3 separate regions of the Capra hircus genome follow, and all the other regions are linked to region 2. A link is a contact called in public Hi-C data. All regions are on one chromosome and are shown on one strand. Each heading gives the region's core, a stretch centred on a gene start, on an enhancer-like site or on the middle of the called end of the contact. The rest is flanking DNA. Distances are from core to core; before and after follow the strand shown.

Region 1 (4,400 bases), core at 472-2,971, 60 kb after region 2:
ACGTGGCTCGGCCTAGAAACTGAGGGACAGAGCCATCACTAAGCCCTACAAAGACAAATTATTAGGAGAATCTGGGTGGATCACATGTCACTTCAGATTTGGGAAGTAAACTTATGGTTGCAAACAATGGAGTCTTCACTTAGAGACTAAAAAACTTCACCCAGGGCACATAAAACTTGTATGGCAAAAACAAGAGCACTAGATTTCAAATTTTTAATGTGTATCAGAATCCTCTGGTGGAGAATTTATTAAAAACAGATTGCCCAGCCCCACCCTCAAGGTCCTGATCAGCAGGTCTGAGATATGCCCTGAAAACCGGTGTTTCTAACAAGGTCCCAGGTATGACACTAGTTTGGGCATCACACTTTGAAAACTACCGCAACAGGATTTGACCCAGATATAAAGGATTTATCCTAGGGTTTAGGAAGTTAAGGAAAAACAATGTCCAGTGGAAATCTTCATTCATCACCTCTAGGGATGCTCCCTTATGTCTTACTGTTTAACTTGAAAAGAAATAACAGGTTTCACTAAGAAAGCCAACTAAGTCTCAGGAAGCTTCAAAACTGAACCTTGCTTGCTGGAGAAAGGCATTCTGGTCTAGGTTTAGAGTATGAGATTTAGAACTGTGGAAAACTGTGAGCCTGTGAGCACCTGCAAAGTTTCTGAAAAGCACATATACCTTTCTCGGGAGACGGACACGTAACGGGGCGGGGGTGTAAGAGCAGTCGTCTGTGTCCCCAGCCCCAGGAGTGACTGGCGTAACAAATGTATGATGCGTTCAACCAACTGGGGGCAGAAGGATTATGACTCCGAAGTTTTAGGACACACTGTACAAACCCACCCCCAAGCCCCAAGGTACAAATCCATTCAAAGTCCAGTAAGGAAAGACAGGAAAGTACAGAGCAGGGAGAAGAGGCCAAGGGCCAGATTTCCCTGATGACACCTGCAGGTACAACCGGCCACATCTTCTAGAGGACCCGTGTCCGGGAAACAGACTGGGTAGATTCAATCCCTTAGGGCCCAACCAGCCTCCAGGAGCCAAGACACATGCTGTTCTCACATGGAAAGCTGCCACCTACGCCCATACCCCTGTGCCTGATCCCTGTAGCCCTGCTCACCATTTATACCACGTCTTGCACACTCGCATACATTCACAAAGTTCTCTGCGGCTGAGGTAGCGGAAGACAGACATCCAGACCTCCCGCTGCATCCAGCTTTCGTCTCCATCCTGAGCCCAACTTCCCCGGCCATTCAGCCTGGCCGCACCCCCCTCCTCTGCACTGTCATCTTCCTCCTCCTCCTCCTCCTCGTCCTCCTCCTCTCCCCCCAGCCCCTCCTCATCCCCGCGCTGGGGGGTTCGGGCTGGGCAGTGCTGGACCAGCACACGGGGGGAATGGCGAAGGTTGGCAGAGGAGGCCGTGATGGCCTGCAGCTTGGGCACAATGGATGTCCCGTGGAGCTCTTTGGTGGGCCTCTGCAGCGTGACAGTGAGGTACGATCCCCGGATCTTGGCTTTCTCAACTTCAGACAGCTCCTTTTTGCCGCTGGGGTTGTTCTCCTTTTCCCGTACCATGGTGCGCTCTGTGGCCTGCAGCCGCAGCAACTGCCGCCGTTTGAAGCGCTCATCGCGGCTGGCACTGTGGTGGTCGCTGGGGCCGGCCCCAGGGGAGGACCGAGTCACCACGCCCCGGGGGGAGGCCGGGTCGTGGATGAGCTGCAGCATGGAGGTGGGCGAGTGAGGTGGGGGCGTGAGGGGCTCGTCGCAGCTCCGCAGGGGCCGGAGGACTTTGGCTTGCACGGCTTCTTCGTCACTCTCTTCCATTTTCCGCTTCTGCAAAACAGGCGGTCATGTCAGTGCCTCCTTTCTTCAAGACCCTCTGCACATACAGGATCAGCCTCTCTGTTGCTCTTGGGGACTAGTGGAGGGCAGGCCGCTGCTTTTCTATGGGGGAGGGACCTCTGTGTGCTGCAGGATGGTCATCTCCTCACTGCCTGCAAACCAGACTGTAACTGAGCTCACATCTGTGCTCAAGGCAGCTGATTATAGAGCAAAACCCTCAAAATGGGTTGCTTGTGAAATCTACCTGTGACAGAAAGGTCTGTGTCCAAGTGGGAATGGGATCCACATTTGAGCTACATGATTCCAACGCCTACTTTACTCATCTCCTGTCCCAATTTTTTGGTTATAATATAATCCTCTGGGTAAAGAAATCCTTTAAGGCTGCAACTCCTACCCCTACGCAATCTGACCATTTTAAATTCTGCCTCTAATTCAGCTCTTCACCCAAGAGATGCTTCTGCTGGAAGAAAAACAGCCTAAATATACACGTTTGAACTAGGATGCAGATTCTGATAGCAGTAAACCTACTGACTTTTAGCCCTAGACAGGGTCTGAGTGCGACCCTGCCAGGCTGCTTCTACTCAGCACCCCACACTGTCCCAGGAGACCAACCACAAGTGAGAGATTAAGCCTAGAATGAGAAACCGCACTGTTCCGGGAGGAATCTCCTCAGGATGAAAATGAGGAATTCGAGTTTGGTGAAGCCAATATCCCACAATAAAAGCACAAGCTCACCCTCTGCCACCTGTGCTCTCTGGTCTCCTGTCCCTTCCTGGAGCCCACCTTGGCTATGACGCAATGAAGCCTGACCACCATGTTCCACTAGGTATCAAAGCAGCAGTTCAGACTCCCTTAAGGAGACGTTCTATGTCCCTCTGCAACTATTCTGCTCCCTTTTCTCCTTATATTCTTAGATCACTGTGGCTGAAAGAGAATGACCAATTTTTGGGTGCTGGCTTTTATAAGGCATTAGAAGGTAACACTAAATACAGTATCTGCCAACCTGTCTGCTACAGCAAGCATTCACCACCACCACCACCAGTGAAGAAGACAAAAGTAAAAGTTACTACCAGACGAACCTGCTGCTTGTTAGAAGAACTTGAAATGAGAACTCTGCTGCTGCTAAGTCGCTTCAGTCGTGTCAGACTCTGTGCGACCCCACAGATGGCAGCCCACCAGGCTCCCCCGTCCCTGGGATTCTCCAGGCAAGAACACTGGAGTGGGTTGCCATTTCCTTCTCCAATGCAGGAAAGTGAAAAGTGAAAGTGAAGTGGCTCAGTCGTGTCCGACTCTTAGCAACACCATGGACTGCAGCCCACCAGGCTCCTCTATCCATGGTTGCCACTGCCTTCTCCAATGAGAACTCTAGCACTCGTCAACTCCAGAAATCCTTCTCATCAGACCTATTTAGATTGAGAAGTTCAATGACCTCAGTGCCTGAGTGGGAAGAAATAGGAAAAAAAAAAAAAGAAACAAGGAAACGTGTCCCTACTGTCCTGTACAGGGTACCTGGAGGAGACTGCCAGGGCGTGATGACTGGCCTGAGGCCAATGGCTGCCTCTGTGCATGCCCTCAGCAGATCATGTCTTCCTGGCCTGAGAGACCAGTCCTTCTGGCCCTCTGACATTACTGGCGGCCACTGACCAGCAACCATAGTAGCTTGGGGCCAAGGTCACAGCACTGGTTTCCTCCGGAAAAGGGACTGCCTCTGTAGGACACAACTGGGCACAAGGGTAGGGCTTTTTGCCACAAAGGTGAAGCAAACAAAAATGTGAACCGGCACAACTGGAAACTCTAGTACACGACCATGTACCAGCTGACTCAGGTTGCTGCCTCCCCTCAAGTTTCATTCCTCACAGACCACGATCACCTCATTTCCCTCCTCAAACAGCTCGGCTGTGGCTCCTCTTTTCCAAGGGCCCCGGGGTGTAAAAGAACACTGGGAATTTGCAGAGTCCCGGGGAACAATACTCAATAATGCAAAAAAAGAAAATTCACAACTCAAAAGAAAAATAGCTAAACAAAGGGGAAAAAAGATAACAAACGAAACAAAAAATAATCTCCTGGGTCAGAAAAAACATGCAAAGGCAAACGTTATTTCCAAACTTGACACTTGCTTTCCTCTCACAGTGCGAGACTGGAAATGTTCCCTTACCTGGGCTTTTTCTGAGCTGTCCTCTTGGTAGCACTTTGGACACTCCCAGCAATTTGGCAATTCCTCGTTAAGCAACCCCTCTCCATCCATCTACAGGCAGAGAGTGGTTATTAAAAATCTGTCTCATTTAAAAAACAGACAAAACCCAATCTGTGTCTTAAGTTTCGTTTATCAAACAGTAACACAGACATATGGTTGGTAAGAGTTACTCACTCCTAAACACACCGGTCTATAGGGGAGGAAAAAAAAACAAAACAAAAAACAAAATCAAGAGCCATTTGGCCTCACTCTAAGCCAGTGGGATACTGGCCACCCTCACTCTGATCAAATTTAGACTCCAAGAGAAGATTCCCAAGAGTCTGAGACAATCTGGAGTCTCTTCCCCTGACCCATACATTCTCCTGA
Region 2 (4,161 bases), core at 153-2,652:
GGGAACCATGGTTGCCTGTAGATGGCAGGCCACCCTCTCTTGGCTCAGCTCAGTAGGGTGGATCAGCCTAGTGGCTCAAGAGTCAGATCTAGCTTTTCTGAACCTCACTTTGTGATCCTGAACCTGCTACCCACAGAAAAATGATTCCTCTTCTAGAGGGCACGTTGAGGCTGAATTCTGTCAATGTACGGGTGACATGTATTGTTAAAATATCAAAGCAGGAAGGGGAGACCTAGGGATTTCCTGGTTTAATCCTTTTGTTTTACAGAAAGAAACAGAGACTTAAGGTGAAGTAACATGCAAGTGATAAAGCTAGGGCTAGAACCCAAGTCTCTGTCCACCAGGGTTACAGCAGTGCTGGGGGTCCAACCAGGGTCTGGGTGAGAGAGTCACTCCTAGAACTGAGCATGGAGTCTCCATTAACGAGAACATTTGCCACCAGCTCCCATCTGTGAGGTCTGCTGTGAGGGAAGGAGTTGCACCCGCCCACTCCCCGCCCCCAACCAGACTAGAGTTATAGGGCACCGTGTTGCATCATCTTGGGAAGCCGGGAGAGGAGTGCCAGCGGTGGGCCTGCCTACTCTTTCTTGAACACTGCCACTGAACAGAAAGAACCCCTTGGCAGAGGAAAGGGCCATCGCGGCTCCTTCCCTGGCAGTGGTGGGCTGGCTTGGAAAATGAGGCTCTCTTGCATTGTAGCAGGAAGATTCTTGGGACCCAAAGTGTGCTCAGGAACTAGCAGCAAGTGTCCAAAAGGAACCTTAGTTTCTGGGACAGGCTTGGTCCTGTCCAGGTAGGCACTGGCAGCTTCCATTTCCTCATAGGTAACTCCCTTCCGCTGCCCCAACAGCGTCAGCATCTCCTGCCCAGTGTAGACTTGTTCCCCTGCTGACCTGCCTGAGGGGGTGTGTGGAGCCAGCATTTACCCAGGCCCTGCCCTGGGAGATGAGGGAGATAGCTCCGGCCTCCTCTCTTCTCTTCCCCATTCTTCCTCCCACCCACCCCACCCCAAACACACCACTGCCCACATGGGCCTGTCACGAGATACCTGGGAACTGTGAGGAGACTGGAAGGGGTAATGCGAGGCCAGACTCTTCGTGTAACCAGAGAAAGAGTGGACTGACAGGCTTTATCATCAAATTGAAAATGGTATGAAAATGTTTTTTATTTCTGAGTACAAAGCGAGACACTATTAAGACTATGAAAAACGGGCCAGAGGCTGTGAAGCACAGAGAAGACTCTCTCTGGCCTGGTGCCCGGGGCTCCAGTGCAGTGCTGGTGAGGCGCCGGGGCCGAAGCAGGCTCAGGCTGCTTACAGGGCGTGTGAGGCCGGCCGACTGCCAGCCCCATCGGGGGGGGGTCTGGGCACCGAGGACTGAGTCTACTCCCGGCCTTTGGGGCAGGGGGGCCCACTGGTTCTCTGGAGGGCCTCAGGAATGAAATGGCGGGGCTGGGGGGATGAGGCAGATGGGAGTGTGAGAGGGAGGGAGCCTGAGCCTTTCTGCACTGGGAAACTCTGTTTTTTACATCTGTGGCTTCAAGTGTGTGTTTCAGGCAGCAGTTGCGAATGAAGCTAGGGTACTGTTGCCCGCAAAGGCACCTTCAGTCTCTACCATATCCCCAAATATGGAGAAAATCTTGAGCCCTTGGAGAGGTGGACATGGGTCGGAGACTTAAGGCTGTAGGCGCTGAGGCTGTAGTGACAGGAGCCTGCGGCCTCCTCCTAAGAGGACTGTGAGCAGATTGACAGGACTGAGGGGTGCTCGCCCCAGGAGGCGCCTCTGCTTGTGTCTAAGGGGGCAGGGGCACGCTTTGGGGCTCACGCCTCGCCCTCCTCCCCACTGCTGTCCACGCTGGCCTGCCTCACAATCTTCTGGTGCCTGGGTGTGGACACACAGCCGGCCTCCCCCTGCTCCTGGAAGGCCCGGGTCCGGCTGGCCACCAGGGCGGCGCTGTTGAGGGCCACCACAGACTGGCGGGACTTCAGGGCAGGCCAAGGCCCCCTGCGGACCTGCCGGCCTCCCTTGGTGCTTGAGGGCTGAGGGAAGGGCTGGGGAGGGTCCTCATCTGAAGATTCTTTTGAAGAGAAAACCTGGAAGAGTGAGACTATAGAGTCAGGGAGGTCTTTCCAGGGCAGGGCTGTGAAAAGGGTAGATGCAGAATGTCTGTTGAGTGAATTCAGAAACACTGAGCTACTCACAGGTCCGATTTCCCTAGGCACCCCAGGCCTCCTGCCCCTGCTCCTCACCTGCCCCTATGTGGCCCCCAGAAGCCCTTTTTAGCCCGCCTCTCCTCCTCTTGCCCCCACTGCTTTGTACAGTCCGTCCCGTATGCCACAAGGGACACATCTTCCATGCCAGGCCCTGAGCTGGGTGCTGGGTGAGGACACCCTGCCTTTAGAAACGCTGACACCCCCCATCAACCATCTATCCCCCCAGCCTTCCACACCCAGCGCCACCGCCTCCAGGAAGCCTCTCCCAAATGTCCCCATCCTCTGTGAGACGAGCCGTCTTTCTTTCTTTCCTCTGGGTTAGCCACCTTGGCCGCAAGTCATGTGGCAGGGGGAGGGGGTGACTTCGCAAGGCAGGGGCCAGCTTCTGGTCTTAGACTTGTGCCCTGCAGCTCTCAGCAGAGGGAGAGCGCTCAGCTATCCAGCCACAACTTTGGTTGTGTGACTGCTGTGACCACTCTGTATGCCCACCCTTCGATGGGTTGCCCCTCTGCTTTGGGAATGGGTGCTGAGGTCGTCCATACCCATCTGGGTTCAGCAGTTGGTTGCGCAGCTCCTGGCCTGGGGAGGATGCTCCCCCAAGTCTGGGCAGCCTTGAGCCTCAGGAAGCAAGTCCCTTCTTCAGGCTGAGAGCTGCCTGCAGCCACCAGCCTAGGGCTGTTCAGCCATGGAGCCGGCCAGATGGCCCTGTCCCAAGGCTGTGCTCCCGCTCCCGTGGAGAACGGGGTCACCTGTCCTGCCTGTGTCTCCTCCACTGCTCTGAGCAGATGAAAAGGAGCAGACCAGGGCATGGCCCGCATGCTCAGGAGCCCCCTGGTCAGGGCCAAGCCAAGCCTCAGTCCTGGACTCTCTTGTCTTCCCGCCATCTGCCCCCTCCTCCTCTCGGGCCCCCACCCTGCCTCAGCCTGGCTCCTCTCGGGCCCCCACCCTGCCTCCTCCCATGGCCACAGCCTCACCTCTGGCAGGTCAGCATCACCGGAGGGGCTGTCCAGCTCGGAGGGTGGCTCCAGGAGGCTAATGGACCTCATGACCCCACGGAGGTTGATACGGGGCCGTGACCCAGGCGCTTCTCTTGGGGCTGCCTGGCTGTCCTCTGACCCCACGACACTCAGCTCCCCACTGCCCCCCGGTTGTGGCTGAAGAGGTGGGAATGGTGTAGACACCTCGGGGGCCAGGGGCTCCTCGGGGGCCAGGGGCTCCTCTGGGGAGGCCCCACCCGCTTTCTGCTCCCAGATGTGGCTCTGCCGGCTGTAAGGGGGGCCCTGAGTCAGCTTCCTGACACAGCGGCCACCCCCAGTGGCCACCGCACGCCCCCTTCCCTGTCCCCCCACCGCATACCTAGCAGTCAGGATGCCCTGGTAGGTCTGCAGCTGGCGCAGGAAGCCAGGGTTGGGGCGGGCGATGGGCCGGAGCTCCTGCACGTGGCGCAGAGCCTGCTCCAGGCTCCAGCCGTACTGCTTCATGGCGTAGGCGATCACTGTGGCAGCTGAGCGGCTGACGCCCATCTTGCAGTGGACGAGCACACGGGTGCCCTGCGCCCTGTGGAGCCACACACGGTCAGCTTCCCCTTCCCCACCCTTCGCTGTGCCGTGTGGGGGCGGGGCAGCTCGCAGGCTAGCCTCCCAGAGCAGAGGGGAAGGAGGTGAGGGCCCTGAGGGCCAGCAAAGCGGAGGGCAGGGCGGCTGGCAGCGGGCACAGGCCGCAGAGGGCAGGCGGCTGAGGTGGGGCGGGCGGCGGGGTGGCATGGCCCCACCTGGCAGCCTCCACGAAGCGGTGGGTCTCCTTCCAGTGGGGCAGCAGCTGAGCCGACTCCTCATCCCAGAGGCGCACGTTGTGGTAGGTAAAGCGCTCGGGGTAGAAGTTGTCGATCTCACGGGCCATGTTCAAGATGTGGCTCACCCTGCAGCCCAGGCACGAGCCAGGCTGACCTG
Region 3 (4,375 bases), core at 1,286-3,785, 42 kb after region 2:
AACTGGCAACTGTAAGATACACTCGTAACAGTCTTCAGGGCAAGAGGCATCAGCCCCAGGGGGTGTGCAGAGCATAAGGCAAAGGGCAGCGTACCCTCTGAGGTGGAAGGTGTGGATTCCGAGTCCCTGCCCAGCCTCAGCTCACGGCGAGGGTCCCGAGTGCACCTCTCAGGTGCTGGCCATCCGCCCAAGGTCGCACTGCCAGGTGGCGAGCCTACCTGAGGACCCCTGACCCCTGGCTCTCAGCCTCTTGCTGCTCCCCTCAACCTCACAGCCCCCCTGCTTTCAGACACCAGGCGGTCCTGCTATTTCTTGAGCAACTACTACGTGTAAGACATGGCCTTGCCAACCTCGCGGGCTGGTTTTTTGGATCAGCTGAGATGACAGATGTCAGAAATAAATAAATTATCATGATTTCCACCACTACTCCTTTCAACGCGGTCGATATGAAGGGTGTAATGGGGACAGAAAAAGAGGAACATCTTGTTTCTCAGGGTTCTAACACCTGCAGAGCCAAGCCGAGGCGGGGCCCCACCGCCAGCAATGCATTCTGGGGCGAGATTACCCAAACGCAGAGAGTTCCAGAAAGAGCCCCGCCTCACGCTTTGCTGAAGTCCGACCTGCTGGAGGGTCTCGAGGCCGTGGCCACCAAGGAGAGCCGCTGTGCACCCCAGAGGCCGACTCCCCCATTTCCTCCCTCGTGGCTTTGTCATTTCTGAACTCATTTTTGTTCTAACTGTCGCTGCTCCCCGGACAGCCCCTGGCTGGCAGTCAGTCTGGTTCCTGTTTTGAGAAATCTGATTGCAAATGTCTTAGAAAAAAAGGGCCCTAACAGCCTTTGCAAAACGCAGACCAATTTTCCTCTCCCAGGCCTGGTGCTCAGTCAATCTGAAACCCAGTGAGCAGGCAGGAGAAAGGCACTGGAGACGTCTGCACGGTACCCACCGCCCCCCAAGCCCGTTTGGGCCCCGCTTCACTCAGGATGCCACAGAGTCACAGCCGTTATTTCGCACCGTCCACATTTCACAGATGAGAAAACTGAGGCCCAGAAATGGGAAGGGACTTGCCCAAAGTCACATGATAAGACCAGGACGGCTAGGATGGGCCCAGGGTCCTGGCTGGCGGGGCATGTGGCTCTTCAGGCAGAATGGCCAGGCCCGGGCTCAGGCTAGAGTGATGCACCCAACGTGGAACCACAGCCAGAAGCCCTGATTCTGGTGGCCCAGCATCACCCTGGCTTACCTGTGACACTGGGCAGGCCACTCATGTCTGGGCCTTCAGCTTCCCTATCTGTTCCACGGAGACAAAACCACACCTGACCGACTGGCCCCCTGGGTTGTTGCGAGGCTCAAGGGATGGGAAAATACTCTCGAAGCCATAACATGCTGGACAGCCTCAGCTAGCGTTCCTATGCTGTCCACTCCTGCGCCTAAACCCTGAGCAGGTGAAACTTGGGTATCAGGTCAGTTATCTCACAGAGAGGAGGCAGCTGTGATCCAGCTGCTGCAGGCACGCTGGGACATCCCCTGGCAAGCAGCACCCCTGGGGTACCACAGGCAGGACTCTCGCCAGAGGAGGAATTCCAGGGGAGAGGGACAGAGCCATGGGGTGCACACCAGACCCTGCTCCCCACCGCTCCCCCGGCCCCCAGAGTACTCTCAATTCCCACCCCAAGCCCGCGGGAAGACCGGGGAAGATCCCCGGACGACTGGTCTGCCCCGAACCTCACAGAAGGGCCCACCCGAGGGGGCCAGGGTGGGGACCGGTGGAACCCCAAAGGGGGTGGTGCTGGGAGTCGGGCCCCGGGAGATGGGCAGGCAGAGGCGGGGGACTCCGCGGTGGGAAGGGGGTACCCTGGGCTATCCGGAGGAGGATGAAGGGGGTGCACGGCGCAAGCGAGAGGGCTGACGGAGAAGGGGGCCAGGCGGAGTGTGTGAAGCGAAAGGGAGGCAGGCAGAGCCGGCCCGGGGGCACCGGGCGGGTCGGGGAGCCCGCGCAGCCGGAAAGCCCCCGCGCTGGGGCGCCCCGGGTGTTCAGGTGCACAGGGCCGGGGGCGCCGGGGGCGCCGGGGACCGGCCAGGGCTGCCGGACGCCGGCGCTGAGCGGGGCTGAGGGGATCGCGGGGCCAGTGCCCGGGCGGCCGGGGCGCGGGGCTGCGGCGCCTGCCTCACCTGGGCTCGGGCAGCAGGATCTTCTTGCTGGCGCGCGCCGCCGGCGTGGCCTTGCTCTTCTCCATGGCCATCAGGTAGCTCACGTCGGCCAGCACCGCCTCCAGGTCCGCCATCTTGGCGGCGGCGGCGGCCTCTCCCGCCGTTCGGCTCCGCTCCGCTCCGCTCGGCGCGCTCGGCCCGGCCCGGCCGCTCCGTCGGCCTCGGGCGCCGCCGCCCGCCCGGCCCCGCTCGGCGCCCGCGGCTCCGCTCGGCGCGGCTCACAGGCGGCGCCGCCCCATGGCGCCGGCTCGGGCCCGGCCCCGGCTCGCTCGGCTCCCGCCGGGACTGCAGTCGGGCCGCCGCCGCCGCCGCCCGCCGCCGCCCGCGCCCCGGAGCCGCCGCCGCCGCCGCCTCCGGCCCCGCCTGCCGCGCACAGCGCCAGCGAGCCCGCGAGGGGCCGGGCGGCGGGCGGCGGCGCCCCCTGGAGGCAGCGGGGCTGGACCGAGCCTGACCCCCGCCGCCACCCGGCCTCGACTCTCCGCCCATGGCCCCCACCGGCCATGACCTGCCCCTGACCTGGGACACGACAGGGCCCCTCGCCTGCAGAAGACCCTAGACCCAGACATTGACCACGACTCGGGGAACAATTCGGGTCCCAGACGCCACGATAGACCACGGCCGAGACCCCAGACTTGGCATTGCAGAATGTGACCCCAGGGGCCACCATAGACCACGGCCGGGACCCCCGACTGGCATTGCAGAATGTGTTCCCAGGGACATGGATCTCAGACTTTAGCTATAACCCCTGATCCCTGACCTTGGACACAGTCAGAAACCTGACACCAGACCTGATCACATTCCTGACCCCAGACTCCAAACAGGACCCCCAGAACTAGACCTTGGATCATCATCTCAGACTGACCATGACCTTAGGTCACCGTTCTGGACCCAACCCCCTTCACACCCAGACCCTGACGCTGACCCTTGACCCCCTACAGGTCCCCAGATCCAGATTTGGGGCCAGGACCTCAAACACTGATCCCAACCACAGACCATGACCTTGATCCCAGCTTGGTTGCTGAGCCCAACCTTGATTCCACTCCCTGACTCAGGCCACTATTATGACTTCAAACCCTGGACTTGGGGGCAGAGCCTGGGCCTGGACTTGGACCAGACCAGGGTTCTGGACCCAAAAATTTGGGACATGGACCTAGGACCAAGACATCCAACCATGACTCAAACTGGACCTAGAGCCCTTAATGGGTTGTCATGGACCTGGGACCTGATGACTGGCATCAGACTCCAGACTTACCCCAGTCCCAATCCTCACTCCTGCTCCAGACCCAGTCCAGGACTCCCACTCAGGACTGAGGACTGTGCACCAAAAACCCCCTCCCTAGCTCAGAATCATGATTCCACAAAGCGGGATCCAACTTCTCTCAGCCTTGAGGGGAGGGGAGCTGGTCATGGGGGTCACTGGACTGCCTGGCAAGGGAAATTTACTCTGATGAGATTGCATGGTGGAGGTGGAGGGGATCCATGTATCACAAAGCAGCACCCTTATCTCAGTGTGCTGCTCTTAAGAGCATCTCTGTGTTTTCCAAGGTGACAAGATTCCCTCCCAGGCCTGGGCCCATGGAGCCAAAGCCTCGTGCCAGTTTGTGGATCAGTAACCAGGACCTTTTTGCAAAGCCTAGGATTCTCCACCACCTTTGTCATAGGCACTTCTCAGGCTATCTTTTGAGATCAGCCTTGGCAGAGCCTGGAACCAGAGGGCATCAGTCAGGATGGTGAGCTCCCCTTCTCAGTGGGTGACACCACCATCCACCCAGACACTCAAGCCAGAACTCCAGACATCACCCTCGGCTCCTCTGTCTCCCCATGCCCTAATCTATCACCATCCCCTCTCATCTGGCCTCCTGAGAATTTTCTTAAACCTGTCTGCTTCTGAGGATCCCCAGGGCTCCTGCCCTAATACAGGCCCTGACCAGAGGTGCCTCCTTCAAATCTTGATCTGATAGATTTACTGTCTACTTAGCACTGAGAAGCAGGGCTTCTGGGGATGCTGGGAGTGGGGAATTCAGAGAGCGGGCTCCAGGCCCCCACCCCACTCTGCCGAAAGCAAATCATGTGAGCAAGTTCCTTAACCTGCAAGTCAAAGTCTTGGATGACTGAGTCCTGCTCCCCTCTCAGGCCGGGGTTGCCATCATCCCCTAAGCCCGAGG

What was found. Hi-C and Micro-C count contacts between places; a contact is called where the count stands out from the background.
Region 1: a contact with region 2 is called in a Hi-C map of blood, with 2.8 times the contacts expected there. The contact joins two enhancer-like sites. A contact is called at or near these places in 2 of 5 Hi-C or Micro-C datasets (both in blood).
Region 3: a Hi-C map of blood shows a contact between it and region 2, with 2.6 times the contacts expected there. The contact joins the promoter of GRK2 here to the enhancer-like site in region 2. A contact is called at or near these places in 2 of 5 Hi-C or Micro-C datasets (both in blood).

The regions. Positions count from the first base shown.
Region 1 is chr29:45,552,827-45,557,226 of ARS1.2, reverse strand. KDM2A (lysine-specific demethylase 2A) reads right to left here. Exons shown (of 21, transcript XM_013975985.2): 16 at 3,996-4,085; 17 at 1,119-1,831. Among named protein-coding and RNA genes, the nearest start is that of TRNAE-UUC, 17 kb to the right of the region's middle. Within about 2 kb of position 1,721, at least 1 of the 5 cell types and tissues checked has an H3K27ac peak or open chromatin away from gene starts, as enhancers often do.
Region 2 is chr29:45,612,277-45,616,437 of ARS1.2, reverse strand. SSH3 (protein phosphatase Slingshot homolog 3) reads right to left here. Exons shown (of 14, transcript XM_018042874.1): 11 at 3,984-4,130; 12 at 3,569-3,769; 13 at 3,187-3,478; 14 at 1,141-2,092. The coding sequence ends at 1,820. Among named protein-coding and RNA genes, the nearest start is that of SSH3, 7.0 kb to the right of the region's middle. Within about 2 kb of position 1,402, at least 2 of the 5 cell types and tissues checked have an H3K27ac peak or open chromatin away from gene starts, as enhancers often do.
Region 3 is chr29:45,571,103-45,575,477 of ARS1.2, reverse strand. GRK2 (beta-adrenergic receptor kinase 1) reads right to left here and starts at 2,535. Exons shown (of 21, transcript XM_018042871.1): 1 at 2,172-2,535. The coding sequence starts at 2,284.